Regions from separate parts of the Mus musculus genome. Here region 1 is linked to region 2. Evidence: chromatin contacts called from public Hi-C data. All regions are on one chromosome and are shown on one strand. Each heading gives the region's core, a stretch centred on a gene start, on an enhancer-like site or on the middle of the called end of the contact. The rest is flanking DNA. Distances are from core to core; before and after follow the strand shown. Region 1 overlaps Pcdh9 (protocadherin 9). Region 2 overlaps Pcdh9 (protocadherin 9).

The links. Hi-C and Micro-C count contacts between places; a contact is called where the count stands out from the background.
Region 1: a contact with region 2 is called in a Hi-C map of cortical neurons, with 3 times the contacts expected there. The contact joins two enhancer-like sites. A contact is called at or near these places in 4 of 39 promoter capture datasets (the C10 cell line, embryonic stem cells, hippocampal neurons and 1 more), 2 of 484 Hi-C or Micro-C datasets (cortical neurons and olfactory sensory neurons) and 4 of 115 datasets of contacts at active chromatin or transcription factors (astrocytes, embryonic forebrain, neural progenitor cells and 1 more).

Annotation. Positions count from the first base shown.
Region 1 is chr14:93,880,072-93,887,596 of GRCm38.p6, forward strand. It overlaps Pcdh9 (protocadherin 9), which reads right to left. Exons shown (of 5, transcript NM_001081377.3): 2 at 5,626-7,525. Among named protein-coding and RNA genes, the nearest start is that of Pcdh9, 6.8 kb to the right of the region's middle. Within about 2 kb of position 4,605, at least 24 of the 459 cell types and tissues checked have an H3K27ac peak or open chromatin away from gene starts, as enhancers often do. A contact at or near this core is called in cortical neurons, where this site is marked.
Region 2 is chr14:93,180,031-93,187,062 of GRCm38.p6, forward strand. The region is part of intron 4 of Pcdh9 (protocadherin 9); the gene reads right to left. Among named protein-coding and RNA genes, the nearest start is that of Gm23509, 45 kb to the left of the region's middle. Within about 2 kb of position 2,786, at least 19 of the 459 cell types and tissues checked have an H3K27ac peak or open chromatin away from gene starts, as enhancers often do. A contact at or near this core is called in cortical neurons, where this site is marked.

The DNA of each region.
Region 1 (7,525 bases), core at 3,355-5,854, 700 kb after region 2:
GCTAAGACCATGAAGAAGGCAGCTTATACTTGTACATGCAGAAAGGCTTAGGCCTCAAGGATTTTAAGTACAAGCATTAAACAGTCCAGAAAAGAAGTGTTTTCATTGTTTTGTTCATAAATACACAAACACTAAGCCTTTACCTCTAGCAGAGCCAAACCAGAAAAAAATCTAATCAGGATATGCAGACCAGTGCAGTGCAAACACTTAGCCTTGGACAGATGGAACAACACAAGATTAAGCTCTTGACACTTGATAGCAATCCAGAATCCTCTAACCATAGAACTTAGAAAATAAATAAAGCAGGGAATAAAAGTAATTGCGGAAACTAAACTTACATGGAAATAGGATCTTAAGAACCTACTCTCATCCCTTACAATCTAAAATAATGTTCCTGAGAAATAACCCATAAAATTACCAGTTGCAGTATTTGGGTTGTGATTCACAGATTTGATGTAAGTTACAATTGATGGTAAAGAAATCCCACTGTAAGCTTTAATTCTTTCATTCGAACTCAGTTATCTATTTTATGTCTTTTAATTTATGCCAGGCTAACAAGAAAATTATAGCCTGCAATTAAATAATGAAGGTGTTCATACATAAAAAATAAAATGGAATATTGTTATAACTGTAACATTTCCAAGTTGTTTTTTTTTTTTCAATGCCAGGATATGAGCGTTGGGTACTCTAGGCCAGTGATCCCTCACTGCACTTTATCTACAGACTCACAAGGTCATTTTAAAGAGCCAGCACCTGTTCTTTCCCAATGCGGGCATACGTGGTTAGAACCATGAGAGATGAGAAAGCACAGTTTGGGTAGTTATAAGAACATTCTAACTATAGAAATTACCTGCATGTTTATAAATATTATGTACATAATTTCACCCTAAAAAGGCTGTTTAATATAGTGGACATTTTTTCAAAAATCTATTACCCTTAATATGACTAGCAATTAATGATACAATTTATAAGGAACCTCATCGAACTATACAGTGGGGAAAGAAACCAGAATATCAAACGTCCCAGTTAAAAGTTCAAGAGAAGTGGATGCCAAGATGAGTGACCAACTCATTTTTACCTGTGAAGTCTACATCAGTCTCCAAGGGGTTATATTTTACATCCTAAATATGGGCCACACCACATCACACCAACAGAAGCTATCAAGGGAGGAGGAACATTCAAATTCACAGCTTTCAAAATTGCTTGATTTTGAGGTAGGGGTAAATTTTTCCATGATGTGCCATGCACAATCATGCCTGCTTGTGCATCAAAAATTCAGTCGATGAAAACATGCTTAAGTTCTTGCAGGCCGCACGTTAGACTGCCTTTCCCCCACTTCACTCTCAGTTGCAGTTTTGTCTTTCTGACAGCTCTAAAGATCACTGTGTTGCTGCCTTATGTGTTCCACATGTCATAATAACATTGCAGTACCGATTGTGGTGGATTACTCAAAAATGAAAAGTAATCACAAATGTAATATAGCATCTCTAAGTGATCAGGAACTGAAGCAATTCCCTTTGCGACGGTAAAAGCACACACATCCGCTTGAGTACAGCTTGTCTACACATTTCCAATGTATAAATTCTTCAATCTATACATAAATGTGCATCTGAGCAAATACTTTAAAGCATAAAACGTTCATGTCAGGATGTTTAAGCTCTGAAATGAGCATTTCATTTAGAAAATTAAATATGGCTGTTTACTCAAAACCAAACTCTGGTGGAACCTTTATAGATTGTTTGATTACTTAAAGAACTTGTCAAATGTAAATAGATCACTGTTCTTTATGTTAACATTTTCATTTATTCCCCCACCCTCCCACTGGAGAAAACAAACCACATGGGATCAAGAAAATTAATTCCCCAAACGCTGTCAACCAAGTTGGGAAACAGCAATAAACAGCTTACTGTAAAGCCTCCAGCTACAATAAAACAGCTGTCAATAAGTGGGCAAAGCGGAGATGTGCAAAAACAGGTCTGTTGGATATGATACTGTGAAAAGAAAAGGAGGGCATGCCTTGTTCTAATTCATTAATGCTGAATCTCAAAGAATGGTCCTTCAATGAGCAGAAGGCATCCTCACATAGAAATTGTTAGCTAGGTATTTTCTAGGTCTGACCCAGTAGCAGTGTACCAGAACTAGTCTAGATAAATACTGAACTCTGTTTTAAGAGAGACTCTATTGATTTTCAGACATACTGCCTTTGAAAATGTATAATCTTAAACTTTGTTATATTCAGGATAGCTTTCTCTCTTCTTTCAGGAAAAACCAGAAACAACTCGATTGTGAAGCAACCAGTTGGAATTTAGAGTGTTGACATAATTTCAGTCTACAGCAGGGAAGTTTGCTTTGATCCTTACATGATCCTTTGCTTAAAACTATATAGAGGACACTATTCATTTCTTTTCTAAAAATTTGGTGGCAGAATAAAGGATAGGAATGTTACAGTGAAATTTAAAACAGCTTAGTAAGATAGAGTCAATACAGGGATCTAATTTACAATTATCTCATGCATTACATGCAAACACACAGGGAAAGAGAAAGTGTCAGATAAATTAGGAGTCACTACTCTACTGACCAGCTCAGGATGTAGGAACAAGATGGTGGGTGCATTTTCATAAAGACAATATAAAGTAGTGCTACTTAAATAACCTTTTTCTCAAAGGTCTTGCACTTTTCCACCCTTCAACTAGTAGCATGAAATCAAAAGAAGTCCTGTTAAAGACAGGGCTTACAAAGTAGTGGTATTTAAATTTGGTAACCTTTTATTCAAGATTCTTCCACTTTACACACCTCAACAAACACCACAACTGCTAAAGGAGTCCATTTAAGGCAGTCATGCCCACTTTACTAAAAAAAAAAAATCTTCACATATCATGTATTAGATAGTACATCTGTGTGATTAAAATTTGTAATAAAATTTACATTTTCAGTGTTGTAAACTACAGGAGTTGAATCTCCTGTAATAAAAATAGGGTTACTATTGAAACTGAGGAGTTAAACAAGAAAAAAAACAATCCACCTATTTGTTCTTGTTTAACAGAAACGTCTTCCAGAGTTATCATAGAGTTCAGTGAATACAATTTTAGGAAGCTATTTATAATTTGTCTTTCATTTTTAGAAAACGCCGTGTCACCCCAACAGTGTGTCTATGCGTCTGTCCACTGCCATCACCTCTCTGATGGTTTCCAAGATTTATTTCCTCCAAAGTGACTACTATATTTTTAGGGTTTTTTTTTTGTTATGAAAGTCTCTGAAAGACATAAAGATTACCTTTTCAATAGCTATTTTCCATGGGAGTTAGTTACAGGTACCTTTCAACCTTAGAATGTGTACAAGAAAGCTACAAAATGCTTCATGATCAAAAGGTGTGTCTGAAACATACAATAGTTTCAGTTTGTGAGTTACTCAGCATACTGACAGCAAGACTATGTCATATATAAACAAATGTCTTTATGATAAACCAAGCTTCGTCAGAAGATGCTTTCAAAAACTCTGCTGAAACACATCTGACTAGCATTTGTGTCCTTGTGCCATATTTAAGTTCAATAACTATGGAAAAAAAATTAAAAGATTTTGGCTTAGACCTTGCTGGCAATTCCCATACACTGAGGTGAAAGGGTTGATCATATGGGAAGGTAGACAAGTAACTCTCCTTGGGAAACCGATTTTATATCTCACAGAAAGCACTTCCATTTATACTAGTTCTTTTCAAGGAATGATATAAAACCACACCACATCATTCTTCATTGATACAGAAACTTCCTCACTAAGTCCACTTAGTTTTATCGGTTATTTTTCTTGCCATAATAAACTATTAAACAACTTTTAAAAAAAATCTTGTTTATGCTTGGACAATTTCCAAGTCTTAAAACCACTCTCTTCTCAAATGATGATAAGATTAGCCTGAAACTGAGCTGTCCTTCTGACTTCCACTTCCAAATGAAAGATTTCTCTAGGACTTCAAAACTGTTAGGTTCTTTCAGGTTGTGTATCTCAGGTTTACTCAGATGTTCTGCAACAGTGCTCTGTGTACTTAATTGCTCTGTGTACAAATGGTGATCTTACATTCATAATAATAAAAATTATACTTAATATTCTTAGCGTACCTGTGTGATTGACTGATAAAAATCATTTTTACACCTTATAGTCATGAAGCCTCAAAGTCATTACAGAGCAGCTACAGGATTTACAAGGGGAAACAGTTTCCGTAAGATGCACTACTCTATCACAAGTTCACAAAACAAAACAAAACAACAACAAAAAACCTTTTTGATTTCCCAGAGACTCACCAAGACAATTGTGTTAATTTTGCTTTACTTGTTTGTTTTTTGTTTTTGTTTTTTTATATTCATGTTTTTAATTGGTTAGCAAGGTGGTGTATGGGCCACCAACAGAGATGGACTCCTAATAACAGAGAGTGGCTTCCAAAATCCTAGAAACTTGATGTGCTGAGAGCAACTCACTAAAGAGCAAACAAATGAACTTAAATGCTAGTGGCTCCAGAGGAACTATCATTAAATAAAAGGTATCTTTGGCTGTACTACCAGCTTGATCCTTCCCTCCCCCATCCTCCTCGCTACTGCAGGATTGGCACCTGGCCAGCACAGGGGACATGATACCCTAGTGCCATCTACAGGCTATTATCGACATTCAAATTTTGTGGCAACAGACAAGCACCAAAGAAATAAATTAGACAGGACTGCATTTAAATCTTTATTAACATGGAATTATTAGACCTAAGAAAAACTAATTCTGGATTTGGTTGAAATATGAGTTTCTCAGCCTCTTAATCCCTCTTCATATGGCATCTTTCACAGTTTAAAATGAGTTATGACAGACCACTTATGCATTACTAAGATGAGAAAGTATTTACAATGGAATCCTTCTTTTCTGAATAAATTAGTAATATTAGAGAGAAAGCATTCCCTTTTTATTTTTCTTCTTTTCTTTTCATATATGACCATTATGGACACTGAAAATCGTTCTAAGAAAGATCCAGCATACTATATTACAATAAAATAACTTGAAATCAAGGAGTAGACTTTCTATATGGCTTAGATGCAATCAATCAATAATCATGTGCTTCACAGCTGATGTACACTTAAGAGCCTACTCTCTCTTTTTTTACCGTGTTAAAAAAATAATAATAAAAAAACCTTAACCCCTTTAGTGACCACAGCTCCAGCATAAGAGGTGTCAGACCTTCAAATGTCATTTAAACTTGATACTTGAAGGTGACTTTTTAGATCAAAAGGTAATGTGAAAATCTTGGAAGTCGGTAATTTGGAAGCCCCAGGAGCAGAATTGGGCAAATCAGGATGGGTTTTCTTCTTGAGCAAACATGATCTCGGGACATTTTGGAATAATTTCCTCTTTTCATCTTTTGCCACTTGAAGGAAACTGGGAGGTTAAATAATTCTCAGAACTCAGAAATTTCAAAGCTGTTCTAAAAATTCTTGACTGAGCCCCAGAGGAATTTTAAAAAGGGGTCAAGTTTTTTTTTTTTCCCTCTTCATAACTAAGCTAAAGTTAGACCAAAACAATACACACACTGGCACGTTAATACTGGTTGACTGGGCACTTGTAGGCAGTACTTATAGACCAGTAAAAGTGCTCGTTTACCTGTCTGGTGTGTAAGGGGCCCTTTGTCTTGAAGCCTCCTTGGGAGCTGCACTCTGAGGCACTGAAGTGATCTGAACTAGTGGAGGAGCGTTTGGAAAGGGTGTCGCAGCCCCCAACAAAGGTGTTGTCCAACGGGAGCTCTTGAATGACGTGGTGCTTTTTCACAGAAACTGGAGTGTCAGGTTTGAGATGAAAAGCGGGCTGAGGAGAGGCCGACTTGTAGTGCTTGGCCAGGTCAGGGCTGTTAGGCTTGAAGGTGGTTGGAGGGGCTGGGCCCCAGTCAAATCTTCCTATACCCTGTTCCTCCAGCTCGGCAGGCAGGCTTATGGTCCCATTGATGGGTTCATGAACGGCATCATCGGGTTTGGACTCTTCAATAGTAACAAAGTTCAAAAGAGAACTCTTGGGCGACTTTCTTTTCTTCCGTTTCTTTTTCTTATTTTGTTTATTCTCCTGGTTTGGGGACATCCATTCAGCCCCTTGTTTGCTCCTCTGAGCGGCCTTGAACCTGGACGCATGGCGACAGCGCACCAGCACCGTGACAAAGATCACAACAATGACCACCATGGCCCCAGCAACGATGGCAATCATGATGGTGAGATAGTCCTCGTTCTGATAAGGTTGACCACTATCTCCTATGTTCCGGTCCAGTGGGGTCTCCATAGTCCTACGGATCAAGTCATATATATATGAGGTGTTTCCAGCAGTGTCGTTCACATAAAGAAATACCAGCACGAGAGTGTGCAAAGCCTTAGGGTACCCCAGGTCACTTATGTTGACCACAAGACGGTGCAGGCCCACATCAGTAGGTGCTGGCTTCTCTTCTAAGGTGATATTGCCTGTTACTGGATCAATCCGAAATAATCCCTTGTTGTTCCCGCTCACTATGGTATACTTGAGTTCTGCATTCATTCCGGTGTCAATATCCACCGCAAACACTTCAGCAACCACAGAACCAGGAATGGCTGAGAGGGGCACCAACTTAAAGGAGGTGTTGGATGGTGGAGAAATGACAACTGGACTATTGTCATTGACATCCATGACATTGATAGTTACTTTTGCAGTAGAGGACCGTGGTGGCTGTCCCCCGTCGGTGGCTTTGACGTCAAACGTGTAGGAACTCTGCTGCTCTCTATCAAAGGAGACATTGGACTTTATGACTCCTGAATAGGGATCCAACACAAAATTTTCATTGTCATTTAGAATGGAAAGAGTCACAGCTTTATTCTCTCCAGCGTCTTCGTCTGTCACTGTGATTACCCCCACAGTACTATACTTTGGCAGATTCTCAGACACAAAAAACTGAAAGTGATTATGAGTAAACTTGGGGCTATTGTCATTCTCATCCAGAACAGTAACTATCACTGCTGCTTGGCTCTGGAGGGGAGGGGTCCCATTGTCCCTGGCAGTTACTGTAAAAATGAACCGCTCTTGTTCCTCCCTGTTAAAGACTCTGGAGGCTGTCAAAACTCCTGTCTTTCTGTCCAGATCAAAGAAGGAGGCATTCGGTCCAAGCTGATAAACAATGTCTGCATTTTTTCCACTGTCTTCATCTGTAGCACTAATAGTTGTTAAGTATAACCCACGTCGGTTGTTTTCAGAAACTGACAGCTCAATTACAGGCTGGTTGAAAATTGGTGGGTTGTCATTTTCATCCTCGAGCTTAACCCTTACCAGGGCAGTCTGATTCAAACTGGGCTTCCCCGAATCAGAGGCAACGATTTTAAAGCTGAATTCTTTGGTGCCCTCATAGTCCAGCAGAGAAGAGGTCTCTAGCAGATACTGGTTGTCATACACTGCCTTCAAATGAAATGGGACCTCTCTTTCAATAAAACAGATCACTTTGCCATTCACATCTGTGTCCTTATCTGAAACTGTAATGAGGGCAATCTTTGTATTG
Region 2 (7,032 bases), core at 1,536-4,035:
TCCCCCATACCCACCCACCCCCACTCCCCTACCCGCCCACTCCCCCCTTTTGGCCCTGGCGTTCCCCTGTTCTGGGGCATATAAAGTTTGTGTGTCCAATGGGCCTCTCTTTCCAGTGATGGCCGACTAGGCCATCTTTTGATACATATGCAGCTAGAGTCAAGAGCTCCGGGGTACTGGTTAGTTCATAATGTTGATCCACCTATAGGGTTGCAGATCCCTTTAGCTCCTTGGGTACTTTCTCTAGCTCCTCCATTGGGAGCCCTGTAATCCATCCATTAGCTGACTGTGGGCAACCACTTCTGTGTTTGCTAGGCCCCGGCATAGTCTCACAAGAGACAGCTATATCTGGGTCCTTTCGATAAAATCTTGCTAGTGTATGCAATGGTGTCAGCGTTTGGATGCTGATTATGGGGTGGATCCCTGGATAAGGCAGTCTCTACATGGTCCATCCTTTCATCTCAGCTCCAAACTTTGTCTCTGTAACTCCTTCCAAGGGTGTTTTGTTCCCACTTCTAAGGAGGGGCATAGTGTCCACACTTCAGTCTTCATTTTTCTTGAGTTTCATGTGTTTAGGAAATTGTATCTTATATCTTGGGTATCCTAGGTTTTGGGCTAATATCCACTTATCAGTGAGTACATATTGTGTGAGTTCCTTTCTGAATGTGTTACCTCACTCAGGATGATGCCCTCCAGGTCCATCCATTTGGCTAGGAATTTCATAAATTCATTCTTTTTAATAGCTGAGTAGTACTCCATTGTGTAGATGTACCACATTTTCTGTATCCATTCCTCTGTTGAGGGGCATCTGGGTTCTTTCAGATTTTTAAAAGATAAGCAATAAACTCTAAAGTTTTAACATCTGTCAATTTTGCTGTTAGTAATATGTATGTGATTATTACTATAAATTAACCATAATGAACTACGTACTCTTTTCTAATTCATTAATATGAATGTATACATAATCTTACATAATCAATTTAGTAACATACACTAGAATTATTATAGTGAGTAGTACTAATGGAAGCTTAGTGAAACTAAGATTGCATATCTCTATCACAATTCTGTCAACAATTCTTGAATAATGCATTCATTAGGATTCATGGTACAATAAAACTAGTAATTTCAGATGTACAATGAGATAAATGACAAAAGACAAGCCTTCAAAATCTTTCTGGATATGTCATTAGCAATTCAATTCACATTCTTACCTATACAAAATATCTAAAACCAGCTAACAGCTTTGTGCAAACAGCCCCAGCTAAAGTTATTAATATTTTTATTTAAATGCACATCATGACTTTCCCTTCAGTACTAGTAAAGATTACTTTTTAATATTGTGAAGTGAAAAAGAAATCTTGATTCTGGCAGTATTCCCAAAAGGAATATATCTGGCTTTGTTCCTACTATGGGCATGTAGGTCTCACATGATTATATTCATTTGCCACAATCAAACAATTTCATTAACAGCTATCTTGATAATTGTCATAACCCCCTTAGTTCATTAGTCATGATACTCACATATTAGTAACTGAATGTATCAGTCATCAGAAAGGATAAAGATCAAGATAAATATTCACTTTATTGTTTTAAATATTTGCATTTGAGAAATTAAAGGTGACAATAATTTAATTCCACAATGATAATAAAGACTTTGACACAAAAAGCTATTTTTATTTCTTTTCATCATTAATTTAATGAAATTAAAATTTTATATTATGTCCACATTTCATTAAGGTTTAACTATCTGCATGAGAAAACCACAGTGTCCTTCTGGAAAGCACAGTTCCACAAAATATGTAGTGTAGAAAGATATGTCCATTAAGCCAGTGACTCTGATATCTTTTATCTCAAAAAATTGCACCAACTTTAAAGGAATAGGAATAGTGAAGGGGGATGAGAAAGAAGCCACAGAACAAAATTCTTCAGTTCCATGTAATGTTATGACTCAAAGCTGCAAACATAAGCTGAACTATGATTAATAATGTAATATACGGCTGGTACTCAACAAATGTTTGTTTGATCAAGTCTTAAAAATTATTTGTAATACCCACACAAAAGGTTATTTACTATTCATAAAAATATTAAATTAATAATTAGTATTTAAGATAATATCCCCAAATTTAACTATATTTCAGTCAGTGGACAATACTCTTATTTTAATATTTATTATATATTTAAAACTCAAAATAATATATGATATGTATGAATTTATTTCACCAAATCCATTTAGATTCTTGAAGTTGAAAACTAAATGTGATTAGTATGCTCTGTATCTTGTGGGACTTTTAATGTTTATGATCTAACAGGCAATAACATTTGAGACTAGAAGACATTGTAACCCATGCTATCTTTTAATTAAAGTTTAAAATGTTCTTAGGTTTTAAAACCTACACTTCTGTTATTAGTACTAGGAAACACTTAATGGATAGATTGGGCATCCATAGAATTTTTTTCTGATGAGTTTAATTGCCATCTTATGCAAGCCGTGATAGTGTTTTTACTTCTGTAATAATTTGTCTCAATTAATGACATCTTAGGATACAATACCCAATCAAACTAGAAAGCTGGCAAAGATTCCCAAGTCTATAGAAATGGTGAGTGCTATATAGCATCTTAGAAAATGCCTGTATGAATATAACACAATGCTTCGTTTCACTGCACAAACATTCCATGCCCACAGAATCGAGAAACACATTTGTTGTTAGTTGTACAGACTGTCTGGATACAAGATTAGCAAATATCTGGCAGTTTTGCTAAAAGAGACCATATGTGTGACACACAATTGCTGGCACATAGTAGAGGCCCAAACTATGTTAATGATTTCCTTACACTCCTGCTGTCTCTGTGACTTGAAAATATCTCCTCAGAAAAATGTTTCCTTAAAAGGATTTTTGTCAAAATAGTTTACTATATACTATTCAATTCATGAAATAAAAGAATTCCTTCAAACGCGCCTGCTCACTTGAAAGGTGCTCTATAGGTTGTAGAATCTGTTCGTCCTGGATCAATGATCTGCAGGTACGGATTTAGTGCTCACGCGTGAGCATACCCCCCCTGTCTTTGGCAGGTTGTCTGTGCTCTCTGCTACAGACTCCATGTTTTCCTTTGTTTCTTACGGCCTCATGAAGTAGAGAAGCAAAAATGCAATGGAGACATTAATTGTTCCCAGTTCTGCTTAGTGGTGTGTCCACAGTGGTATCATCCAAAGAGAATAAATCTCAGATCATCACAGACACTGCATGGCCATATGCCTAAACAAGGTGGGTTTGGACCTGCTCTGCACTAATGAGCTGCAAGCATTTGTTCAACCTAAATGTGATGCTTTTAATTAGCATCCAGACTTTATTTCCATGGTTATTTCTTCTGTCTGTGAACATGAGCTTCTAACTTCACCTCCAGTTCTCTTTTCTGATTGAGCTCATGTCTTCTGCCCCCCCCCCCCATTTATTTTATATTTTACTTCTTGCTAGCTAGGATTTTTTTTTTTACTGCCTTAGGCTTAATTCTATTTCATCTCATTTTAACTTTCTATCACCCTCACTAGCTTTTGACTTACTATCACAGCCTTCATAACTGAAAACTGTGTATCATGATATGGTTTGAGATTAGAGAGAGAGAGAGAGAGAGAGAGAGAGAGAGAGAGAGAGAGAGAGAGAGAGAGAGAGAGAGAATATCTATTTTCAGTCTTTCCCTCCAAACCCTCTCATGTAACCTGTGCTGCTGCTCCAGTTCAAATTCATGGCTTCTTTGGCTTTAACTTCCATGCTTTTGTGTGCACATAACAGACACACACACACACACACACACACACACACACACACACACACACACACATTCTCAGTCAGTACTTGAATGTATATACTTTCCAAGTTAGGTATTTGGTATTATTTTTATAGTTCTGATTATTTAAATATTTCAATTATATTTATGTTTTAACATAAACTTTATGTATGTATGCATGCATGTATGTATCTTCCTATCCCCCCCCTCTCTCTCTGTTTAATCATCTATACATCCATTTGATTGCTAACTCTTTGAAGACCAGTAAGTTGGAAGTTGAGTATCAGGTTTCTTTTCTACATGGATTTGGAAGTCAAGAATCTATGTTTATTATTATTATTATTATTATTATTATTATTATTATTATTATTATTATTATTGTCTTTGTTCTTTCATACATTAGGTCCTGACATCAGTTCCACCCCCATTCACTACTCCAGGTCCCACCTTACCTCTCTTCTACCCCAGTCCACTCCTCCTCCATTTCTCTTAAAAAAAAAAAAAGAAAGAAAAAAAAGAAAAAGAAAAACAGGCCTCCAATAGATATCAAATGAACATGACATAGAGTTACAGTAAGACTAGGCACAAATCCTCATATCAAGGCAGGGCAAAGCAATCCAGTAGAAGGAAAATGGTCCAAAAGTTGGAAAAAGTGTCAGAGATAGCCCTGCTTCCTCTGTTAGGATAAATTGCCTGCTAACAACAACAACAACACAACAACAACAAAACAAACAAGATTGACATCACAAGCTCTGAATATCTTAAGGAGAATAATCTACAAAGTCATTATGAAGAAAAGAAAATATATTTATTTGGTATTGTTGATGCTTACTTAATCCCCAATTTGTTAGCTTAATACTCCTAATTCTTTAAATGGAAAGAAACTATGGTCATAGCCAGCTAGAAGAACCAACTTTTGCCAACTTCTTTGTGAGTTATTATTCAATAATAAACATTATACTGTGAGGAATACAACAGTCATTTCAATTTAACAATTAGCCCTGTTTCATTTATTTTAGCCATAAGAAGGAACATACACAAGGAATTTTACATAAATGGAATAGTGAAGTGTATATGTACATGTGTTAGTGTGTGTATGTGAATGTGCATATGTGCATGCATGTGTACACATGTATGTATGTGTGAAGAGAGTTATCTGTACTGCATATTTTATCAGGAAATATTTTGTAAAGAGCATATGTATTGTCATTAATATACTTAAAAGTTTAAGTATATGGCTCTGGCAATTTGTACATAAAACCTCATCTACACAACTGAAAAATCATAACACATAACTAGAAGAACTACAGTGAATATTTAGTGAGATAATTCATTACGGATACGGATATTCCATTTTGAGACATTTATTTTTTTATGCTTGCACGTACATCTGCATACGGCAAGTAGGTATGTGTCCTTGGAAGCCAGAAAAATACAAAGAATCCAATGAACTATAGGTATGGATAGTTGTTAACAGCCATGTGGTTGCTGAAAGTTGTACTCTGGTGCCTGTAAAAGCTCTTTAGCTTAACCTCTTAGCTATCACTCCAACCACATAGTAAGCATTCTTTAAGCATACAGTCAACATCACACATTTAAATGATTTTAAATTATTAGTGTATGTTAAATGGTTTTGCTCATCTATTGTTTGCTCTATACTCTGAAAAGCAATGGTAAAGTAATTATAATCGCTAACAAAGGAGGTTGATGAAAATAAAGGTATTACTATGTAACACACTCTTGCTTAGCATGAAATGCTTTTTGTGAAATATTATCTTCAGTAAAAATCATATGCAAGGCATACTTCCATCTATATTTTATAGGTCTCATACTATAATAGCTATGAAAAATTAATTTCAAGGCTTATATTCAGTTATAAAATCACTTTGTCTACTTATTGTCTTAAGTTATAAAAACTTAGCTTACTTTGCATAAATTCATAATTCTTTCTATGATGACCTTACATGATTATGAGATTTTACAGAGGGTTATTATGAGTAACTATATATTATCATTTAAAACATCTGTGTTGTTAAATCCATTTCAACAGCACAGTTCAGTGTTCAGTTATTCAAAGTTAATTGCATATCTAATTACAAATGTTCTGTCTCTGAAAGAGTAATTGACAATCATAATCTGCCGCCTCCTACTCGATCTCCCAAATTAAGCAAAATCTAAAATCTTTTCTTCTGTATAAGGTTTGAAAGATATCCAAAGCAAAAGCTATTAGCAAAGACACTTCACAAAATATTGTATCAAAATCACAAGTCATTCTGAGGAACATATACACATGAACAAGTAAAACAAAAAAGAAACACAAAGCTCCTGTGTTAAATAACCCATCTTGCTAGCGAAAGCCAGAAATTCTATGGCTTGACTACTTTTATCTTTTTGCAGATAAAGGGTGAATTTATTATTTTGTAATGTACTTGCCTACATGAAATAATAAAGGTCAAACTATGCCCAAAGTAATAATGATATTCAAAGCTCTTTTGGCTGGTGATATACAAATATAGAATGTTCCTTTAACAGTGGGCCTTTTTTCTTTTTCTTTGTCTTATAATCTTATTCTGCTTACAGCAGTCTCCTTGTATGGCTCTTCTACTTCCAGGATAAAATCTGAAAACCACGAATATCCACCATGCAGAGAAAGCAAAGGCTCTCGGGACACTTTGTGATACAATTCCCCCTCATTTTTTACCACTCAAAAGTGAGCTACCCTGAAATACTTGGTTTACGGAATAGTTGAAACAAAGTGAATGGTAATGTACACTCCAATTCTCATAAAGGCTTCTGAGTAAAGCCAAGACGTGTCACAGGATGACTGATAAATTAGAGCCTCCACTCCAGCGGGTTCTGTATGGGGAAAATGCAGAGTAACTTAAAAGAGTTATGGACTAGAAACACCAGAGATACACAAAACACAGCAATTTGATAGTATCAGCATAACTGACATTTCTATGACATCATTTATTTTTGTATTCTTTAACTTTTAATCCATTATATATTAGATTACTTCTGACTACTCTTGAGTATATTAGATTAATTTGAGATTTTAGACTAAGTCACCTTCTTAATACTGAACAAAATTAATTTCAAACTGTAGCCAACATATATGTATACACAAATACACATAGGCTTGCCTTAACAATTGATAAAAAGAGCTCATGAATTTCATGGCATACAGGTCAGAGTTTATGGAAGGATTTGAAGGGCAGAAAAGAAAGGGATAAATATTGTAATACAAAT